2 separate regions of the Sus scrofa genome follow, and region 2 is linked to region 1. Evidence: chromatin contacts called from public Hi-C data. All regions are on one chromosome and are shown on one strand. The core of a region is the stretch at or near the end of the contact, and the rest is flanking DNA. Distances in the headings are between cores, read along the strand shown. Region 1 overlaps PLPP3 (phospholipid phosphatase 3). Region 2 has its middle 170 kb from the start of PLPP3.

Region 1 (4,148 bases), core at 1,306-3,805:
TCCCTGATCCTGGTGGGGAAGGGGCGGGGCTGCCAGAGCCACCAGGGGTGGCCCCAGAGCGAAAGGATTTCTGTCTAAGGAGGGCTGACCAGTTTATGAGAGGCATCCTTTCTGAGGTTCCCTCAAAGGCACCAAAAGGTAGGAGGTGTGATTGATGGCTGCGTGGCACTGTGCAAAGCCAGCCTGCCCCGGTGGTATTCCTGCTCTGCTGCTCTGTGACCCTCTTTTTCCTTTTTTTTTTTTTTTTTTTTTTTTGTCTTTTTTTTAAGACTGCACCCGCCGCACATGGAGGTTCCCAGGCTAGGAGTCGAATTGAATGAAGCTGTAGCCACTGGCCTACACCTGAGCCACAGCAACGCCAGATCCAAGCTGCGTCTGCAACCTACACCACAGCCCATGGCAACTCTGGATCCTTAACCCACTGAGGAAGGCCAGGGATCGAACCTGCATCCTCATGGATGCTAGAAAAGCAGATTCGTTTCTGCTGAGCCACAATGGGAACTCGTGACCTTATTTCTCATCTCCAGTGCTGGCCTTTGCAAAATCAAGCTGATACTGCTTACCTGGAAAGGATCATTGGGAAGAATAAATGAGCTCCAGCTCCAAAGTGCCTTCAGTAGTATCCAGTTTGCAGCAGTAACTCCCACTTGCCTCTAATCCACACCGCAGCGTTGCAGATACCTCCTGCTTTGACTGAGCCAAGAGCTGCCAATCATGAATTTGGCTGATATCTGAAGGTCTACAGATGTAGCGATGTTTTCTGGAGCTGTTCTTTATAAATGAGCTCTGGAGGGCTCTGATTGGCCAGGCTACCTCCACAGACTTAAAAGGAGTGTGCCCCTCAGTTGCCTGAGCCAGGGTAGTGGGCAGGTGGTGATGCCCAGCTCTATGTAAGGATGCCATGGAAACACAGTCTTCAGTTTATTCAGAAAATGCCCTGCACTCCTTGGATAAAGGTGAAAACTCCAGCAGAAGTTCCTGCGTGGTGCAGCGGGTTAAGGATCTGGTATTGCTGCATCTGTGCAACTGTGGCTCGGGTTTGATTCCTGGCCCAGGAACTTTCACATGCCCCAGGTGTGGCTAAAAATTTTTTTTTTTAAGTGAAAAAAAAACAACTAAACTTAGGAAGGTCCATAAGACCTGTGTGGTAAGGCCTCGTTCATTTTGCATGTGAAGAAAGGAGCCCCAGGGAGCGGAAGTGCGATGATATAGTTAGTAGCAGAATGAATACTCATGGATACAACTTTTTTGTTATCAGTTATCATTGGTTAGTATTTGTTTTGTAAGGTGGACTTGGCTAGAGAACTAAACTACCCCAAACTCATTTGTGCTGTCTTCTCCGTGCTCTCAGGCCTTACTTCACTGAACACTGGCCTGGAAGTCAATTTCCTCCCCAGGATCCTGGCGGAGCTCACCCAGCTCAGTCCACAGGCGGCTCTGCTCAGTCGGTGAAACGTTGGCTAATTTACTAGAACAAAGTAGAATGACCCCAATATATCTATCTGGGCTACAACTAACTACAATCTATAGCAATCCTAGCGGTGCTTCAGTTAGAAACTCTTTTCCTCTGAGGAAGAAATTTCTTCTGGAATGAATCACTTTTTTTAGCTCTGTTTTTCCTTTTTAGCATCTTCTCAGTGTGTGTGTTTTAGGAATTAGAGGGTCTCCCTCAAACGGCTTTTCTCATTTTTCCTCAGGAGTAAAAGGTGGGAAGGAGATGAGGGTGGAACACAGAAGCAGTTTTTTTTTTTTTAGAGGGGGGCTGCTTTTTGGTTCTGGACTTTTTTTTTTTTTTTTTTGGTCTTGCTTTAAATACGTCATTGGTATTCAAATGACAGCCAGGAATCATTGAAATGCATTTACTCTGTCAGTCAATCAACTGGTATTGCGTCTGCCTCTTGGCTGCCAAGACTTGTGCTAAAGGGCGTCCTCTGTGCTCCCTGAACATTTTAGAAATGCCTCCGTGGACGTTCCTGTCACATGGCATCGAGGGGAATTGTCCCCAGCGTGTGCCTTCTTAGAGAGCAGGGACCACTACATATTAATTTCTGTAGCTCATAATTCTCTCCATGAGGAGTTTCCGCCTTCGAAGCAGCCTTTTTCTCCTTCACTTTCTCACCACCCAGTGCAATTTGGAGAACTCTGGTGGGGGGGGGGGATGCACCAAGCAAGCCTCAGATGTCTGGGAGAGACGTTTGACTTCTGCTTTAATCAGGTGTTCCGTAATGCCACTCACTCCCTGGGTACGGCTAAAATAAAAATACCGCCTCTAAGGACAGCACAGAGAGAGGAAATAAACTACAAATTAAAAAGTGATTAGTGAGTGTTTAGGCAGAAGGTCAAAGGGATTATTTTGGACTTCAAACTTTTCAGCTTTCAGGGCTTGGATTCAGTTACGAAATTACATCCCTGAATTATTTGTGCAGGTGGCAGCTGTCAGATTTGAAGAAGGTTTCTGTGCTTTACAAAAGGAACATTGACAGGGCTGGGAGTGGGGAGCCTGCTCCTGGGGAGAGGGCTGTCTTCTGCACCACGCACTGGAGTGGCTCCAGTCTTGTGCAGGTCGCGTCACCGTCCTTGTCTGAGCTGACACAGCCCTGTCCTGCTTCATCTCGCCACCTTCTTTGAGGAAACCAGTCCAGCCGGTTGATTGGCATCATGTAAACAGGCCAGAGAGTCGATTTTCAGGATTAGGAGTGCAGGGAACTAACCTTTGTTCAATACCTACCCCATGGTATTTCATCCTCTTCAAAGTGGCTGTTGGTGTCCTCTTTTTCACAACTGGGACTCAAAAAGTTCAGCAATTTGCTGAAGATCGCTCAGATTGTAAGTGGCAAAACTGGTTTGCACACCCAGGTCTGAGCTGCTTTCTTGAAATCAGCGCTCTTCTTGTTGGGAATTTTCTTCAGGGCAGCGATTCCCCAGAGGATCACAGCAAATAGATTAGTTGGGGTGGGGGTGCTGCTGAAAGGGATCCTTAGCCCTTGGGCCTGCAGGGCAGGGTGGCAGTGGCAGCTGAGTCACTGGGCAGCATCCCCTCAGTTTACCCCTTCAGAGTATTTTCTGATAGTTTCATGACGCGAAAAATCTGGGCAGCTGGTGAAGATTAAGTGTCCTAAAGATAGATCAACCCGTCCAACCACCACCCTTCTGAGACTTGAAGCTGGTTAAGTTCTCCATAAGATATTCCTGATGCAATTGTCTGCTCCTTATGAGGGCATGTGGTCCTGTGTGGCTTTGGGGGATTGTGTTAGAGAGATAGGATTTGGGATATGAGAAAGAAGAAATTAAATTCAGAAGTAACAGGGTGGGGGCAGATCTAGGGTCAAAGAGTGTACTGGGGGAAGAGCCCTATCTTCTGAATTTTAGTCCATTTTCTATACATTTGTTCAATACATGTTTGTTGAACACCCACTAAGTGTCATGAATTGCTCTTTGTGCTGGTGAATAAAATATATGGATCCTTTTCTGAAGAGACTCTCAGCTAGCAAGGACACTTACCAACAAGGAGTAATTAGAATACTAGGGGGTGTGTGTGTGGGGGGGATGTCAGCCTTCCCGTCTAGTAAATGGAGTAAATGACACCTAAGATCTCTCCAAAATTTTACCAGCATATTCCTGAAATATGCCTGACTCCATTTAGAGTAAGATTTGTAACACTCACAAATATCCAATGGATTTTATTTTTTGTTTATTTTTTTGGCTGCTCCCAGAGCATACAGAAATTCCCAGGCCAGGGATGGAACCTGTGCCACAGCAGTGACCTGAGCCGCAACAGTGACAATGCCGGATCCTTAACCCACTGAACAAGGCCAGGGATCGAACATGCATCCTCATGGATACAAATTGGATTCATTTCTGCTGCGCCACAGCAGGAACTCCAATTTGGGGATTTGAAAACATAGATGGGGGCACAGTCTTGGGTTAACATTGAGACATAGTCAAAGACACCATCACATACCGATACACATATGTATACGTATGTCTGATGTGGTCATTACTTATCACAGAAGACATTGCTGAACCAAGAGTTAATTCTTTCTTCTTTTTTTTTTTTTGGTCTTTTTAGGGCTGTGCCTGCAGCATATGGAAGTTCCTAGGCTAGGCATTGAATTGGACCTGAGCCACAGCAATGCCAGATCCAAGCT
Region 2 (4,393 bases), core at 683-3,182, 130 kb after region 1:
GTCTGCTCTAAATGCTTTATCTCTGAATCTCGATGAGGTGGGTACCACTCTTTCCCTAGATTGAGGGAAAACTGATGCCCAGAGAACCTGACCCATGCAAAAAGCTATGGCTGATGGGGACAGCGAGTATGGGGCAGGATTTGAATCCAGGAAGCTGGCTCCAAAGCCATCTCCAGGAGTCTGCTTGCCAGGAAATACAGTTCTCTGTGTAGATACATTGCAGAGGACAGCAATGTATCTACATTCCTGAAATGTGTGGTGTGAGCACATTTTCTGTAGAAACAAGAAAAGGACTGAATTTTCTGTCTTCGATGACTTTGGACGGTCGAAGGCCAGTGAGAGTTTAGGTCAAGTCACTTATTCTCTGAGCATCAGGATAAGGGGGCGTGATGGGGGCATGGTACTTAGCTGACACTGGATAACTATTCTTATTCCCGCTGGTCATTCCTTTCCTGCCCTGCTCCCTACTCACCCTTCACTCCGATACCCTAGAGGCTCCTTCAAGCTGGGCCACTTCCTCAGGGGAAACAGGATGTCTTCTATAGGCTTCGGCCAGGTCTCTGGAGGTTTGGGGTGGGAAGAGGCTGTCTAATTGGTTAACACGGAGCTAGGCACCAGAGCGGAAGCCATGTTTCCGGGAGTTGAGGAAACTGCCGTTTCCTCCTCCAGCAGGAAGCGGCCTTAGCTATTCTCAGCACCCTGTGGCCATGTGGAGCAGTGGAAATCACAGCCTGGCAGGGTCTCAGATGTGCCTCCTGCAGTTTAACAATCTCCCAGTCAAAATAAACTGGCTCCTTAGGTCTCCAGGGCATGGTTAAGGTAATAATTGAGAGAGAGAGAAGCCAGAGGCCTGGCTGTAGCACAAAGGCGTGGAGAGACTTTTCAAATATCAGGCTGGTATTGGCTGCTTGTCCCTCATTAAAGCGGTTTAATTGAAACATTGTGAAGGCAGACAAACCCAGAAACTCAGTTATGGTTTCGCAAACAGCCAGTCTCCACCTTTTAAGAATCTGGACTGGGGGTAGGGTACATTGTGGGTCCTTCAGGCATATACGTAGAGGCATTTTCAGCAGGAAAGCTGCATGATTCAGCAGAAAGGAAACTGGGAAATGAATCAGAACTGGGTTCAGATTTGAACTTCACCAGAAGAGCTATTTAGAGCCCTTCACAATATGGCAGACCTATGCTTTCCTCAAGGCAAAACTCACCCTGTTTACCTGCCGGAAGTCGCTCTGAAATCAACCTTGACTCAACCTTGACTCCTCCTTGCCTTACCTCCTCCTGTCTACCCCTTCCAGAGCCCTGGAAATTCCCTCCCTCTCTCCATCTTCCCTTCATTCATTGCTTAAAAGTTTGCTGAGCACCTGATGGCTGGAAGGGATCTCGCCTTTAGAGACTCAGCAGGGAATGACAGAGTTGACATGCATTTGAGAAAGTAGATAACAAACAAGCAAACCTAAAAACGTGAGATAATTGTACATCGTGATCAGGGTCAGAAGGAAACATATAGGCCTTGACAGAGAGTGGTTGGGGGGAAGGGGTTTCTCCACGTGAGGGGGCGAGACCTCCCTGAGGAAGTCACCTTTGAGTGATGGTCCCCGAAGAGACTGAGCGGGCCCTTTAAGGGGGTGGGTCTCTGAGTGGAGGGGGCAGGGCAACTCTGAGTTGATTTATTGCATGTTTATTGACAGAGTGGGAGAGCCAGACAATCAAGGTCTCTGCTCTCATGGAGCTTATATTTTGGAGGGTGGAGCAGAGAAAAATAAACAAAATCAGATATTGGTAAGCCCTCTGCAGATAATCAAGTCAAAATTTGGTCTCTGAGCACAGTAACTGGGTGATCAGGCAGAGGAAACAGGAAGGCGGAGGGCCTGAGGCCAGCAGGGGCCTGCAGGTTACCTGAACAAAAGGAGCTAACCGTTCCTCTGACCCACACCTGGACCATCCCAGCGCCTCACTGGTTACATTCACTGCCGCCCGGATCCCAGTGGCTCTGAGTCCTCTCCTGCTTTATTTGCGAGAATTCCAGCCTGTTCCAGAGGTCCTCCTTCTGGGGAAGTGTTCACATGGCCTGCCTCTTGCGCAAGCTCGCTGCCACCCCCAGAACTGCCAAGCCCTCCCTGGAGCTGACCTCCTGCAGGACACTGATGGGGGCTGGACATCTAACAAAACTAGTAAAATGCAGCCCACCTGCAGAGAGGTGGGTCCAACTCGTGGTGCAGCGGGACTCAGCAGCATGCGCTGCCTCTGGGAGGGAAGCACATAACTTCACAGAGAGAGGTTTACTCATTCAGAAAACAAAAACTTTAGAGTGCCTGCTGTGTGCTAGACAGATGTGAGGGGCTGGTAGTATAGGGGAAATGGAAGCCCAGCCCCTGCCCTCACCACTCATTGATCTTAGAGGTTTAATACCAGAGAAGGGCATCCAGATGCCACTCAGAGTACACGGGGAGGTGTTCGAATCACCCAGGAAACTTTCTGGGGTGAGTTGTAGAGAATCCAGCCCACACTGATGTGGACAGTAAAGAGGGTTTATTGGTTCCCCGTAACTGAAAGGTTGAAAGGGGGTGAGGCTTTAGATGTGGTCTTGTCAGGGCTCCAGCTTTGTGGTCCTATGTTTCCCCGGCTGGTCTTCCTCCCACAGGCCAGCACGCTCCTCACACTGGTTTCCCGCAAGGTCACAAGGTGGCTGCCTGCAGACTCGGGGGCTGTGCTTTTTCATTCATGTTCTGGGAAGAGAGAGTGAGAGCAAGGAAGAGAACAGAATTTTACTCCCTACCACCTCAAACAGTATTCAGGTCTGTGTTAATGGCCTCTCCTGGTACCGTGCCCAGTCTCTGCAGCCCAATGTCCATGACCAAGAGAACGCAAGGCCTCAATGACCAAGTCCTGCAGCAGGGCCAAAGGGATACTCCTGGGATTGACAGAACCCAAGGGAAGATGGGTGGGCAGGATGGAAGCTGGGAAGTAGCAGCAATACCCACCGCCATGGAAAGATTTGCAGCAGAAGGCTGATATAGCCTGATTTACATTTGAAAGATTACTCTACACTGCGGGAGGGAAAAAGAGGAAACAGGGAGACCCCCTTCCAAGCTACTCCAGAGAGAGATGAAAGTGGCTGGGCCCAGGGCAGGAGGCCAGGGAGACCCAAGCAAAAAAGAATAGGTTTGACTCCGTCTCTGTCACTTAGCAGCTGACGATGGCCAAGGTATGTGCTTTAACTTCCTGCCATCATTTTTCAAATTCATAACAAGGTTGCATTAATTTTTAGCTTTCGGGATTAGAGAGATACATTGGACCAGCCACAAAGAAGGTCCTCAGTAAGTGGCGTTATTGGTATTAATGTCCAAACTCCTTAGGTTGACATACATATCCCTTCATGTTTTGGACTCAACTCTGGGTAGCGGAAGGGGGGAGGGCCTCCTGGGTTCCGCTGACACAAGAGCTCTGCCCATCATGTGGTGGAACCTTCCAAGATAGGGAAAAGTTATCCTAGAGCCAGTCATGACACTTCTGTTTTGCTCCCAGGGGATTTTGTCTTTATCAGCTAATGTCCACATTTTGACCAGCACAGCGGGTGGTTTGTCATGTTTTCAGCCCACAAATATTGACAGAAGAATGAGAGTTGGCTCAGTACAGTTTTATGAGTAAGAAACAAACCGTCTTGCTCAAATTTCCAGGAATTTTTCTCCTGAACTGAGTTACAAAGTGTTTTTTTTTGCCATTCCCCAAAGCCAGTGTCCTGAGCCCAGGAAAGCCCCCTGCTTATGGCTGTCGCTCCAGAGTGCTTTCACCAAAATCAATGGGTTGAGTGTTTTCCCTGAGATTGATAATTTTGCGGAATAAAATAGAGTCTCAGTCTTCGAGGGAGATACGAATTCCTGGCTGAGAGTGAGCCCATATGTAATGGGGGGCTGTAGAACACGTATGTTGGGGGAATTAGAGGGGGCTGCACTATCTAATTTTAGTTAGGTTTCAACTGGGTGGGGAAAACCTATGAGTTTGGGGATTAGACTGACCTGAGTTTGCATCTCCTCTCTGCCATGCATTAGATGTGAGATTGTTTGTTCATTTAAACCAGGCCAGACAGTGGGGATAAAAATTACTAAACCCGCCTCTAAGAATGACTGTCTTTTTTCTTTTTTTTTTTCTTTTTTTTTGCTTTTTAGGGCCGCACCTGCAGCATATGGATGTTCCCAGGCTAGGGGTCGAATCAGAGCTGCAGCTGCCAGCCTACACCACAGTCACAGCCATGTGGAATCCAAACTGCATCTGTGACCTACACCACAGCTCACAGCAATACTGGATTCTTAATCCACTGAGCCAGGCCAGGGATCGAACCTGCCACCTCATGTTTCCTAGTTGGATTCGTTTCTGCTCCGCCATGACGGGA

What was found. Hi-C and Micro-C count contacts between places; a contact is called where the count stands out from the background.
Region 2: a Hi-C map of liver shows a contact between it and region 1, with 1.6 times the contacts expected there. The contact joins two enhancer-like sites. A contact is called at or near these places in 3 of 47 Hi-C or Micro-C datasets (all in liver) and 1 of 2 datasets of contacts at active chromatin or transcription factors (skeletal muscle).

Annotation. Positions count from the first base shown.
Region 1 is chr6:155,834,631-155,838,778 of Sscrofa11.1, forward strand. All of the region lies in intron 1 of PLPP3 (phospholipid phosphatase 3), which reads left to right. Among named protein-coding and RNA genes, the nearest start is that of PLPP3, 36 kb to the left of the region's middle. Within about 2 kb of position 2,556, at least 15 of the 83 cell types and tissues checked have an H3K27ac peak or open chromatin away from gene starts, as enhancers often do. A contact at or near this core is called in liver, where this site is marked.
Region 2 is chr6:155,965,184-155,969,576 of Sscrofa11.1, forward strand. No RefSeq gene overlaps it. Among named protein-coding and RNA genes, the nearest start is that of PLPP3, 170 kb to the left of the region's middle. Within about 2 kb of position 1,933, at least 9 of the 83 cell types and tissues checked have an H3K27ac peak or open chromatin away from gene starts, as enhancers often do. A contact at or near this core is called in liver, where this site is marked.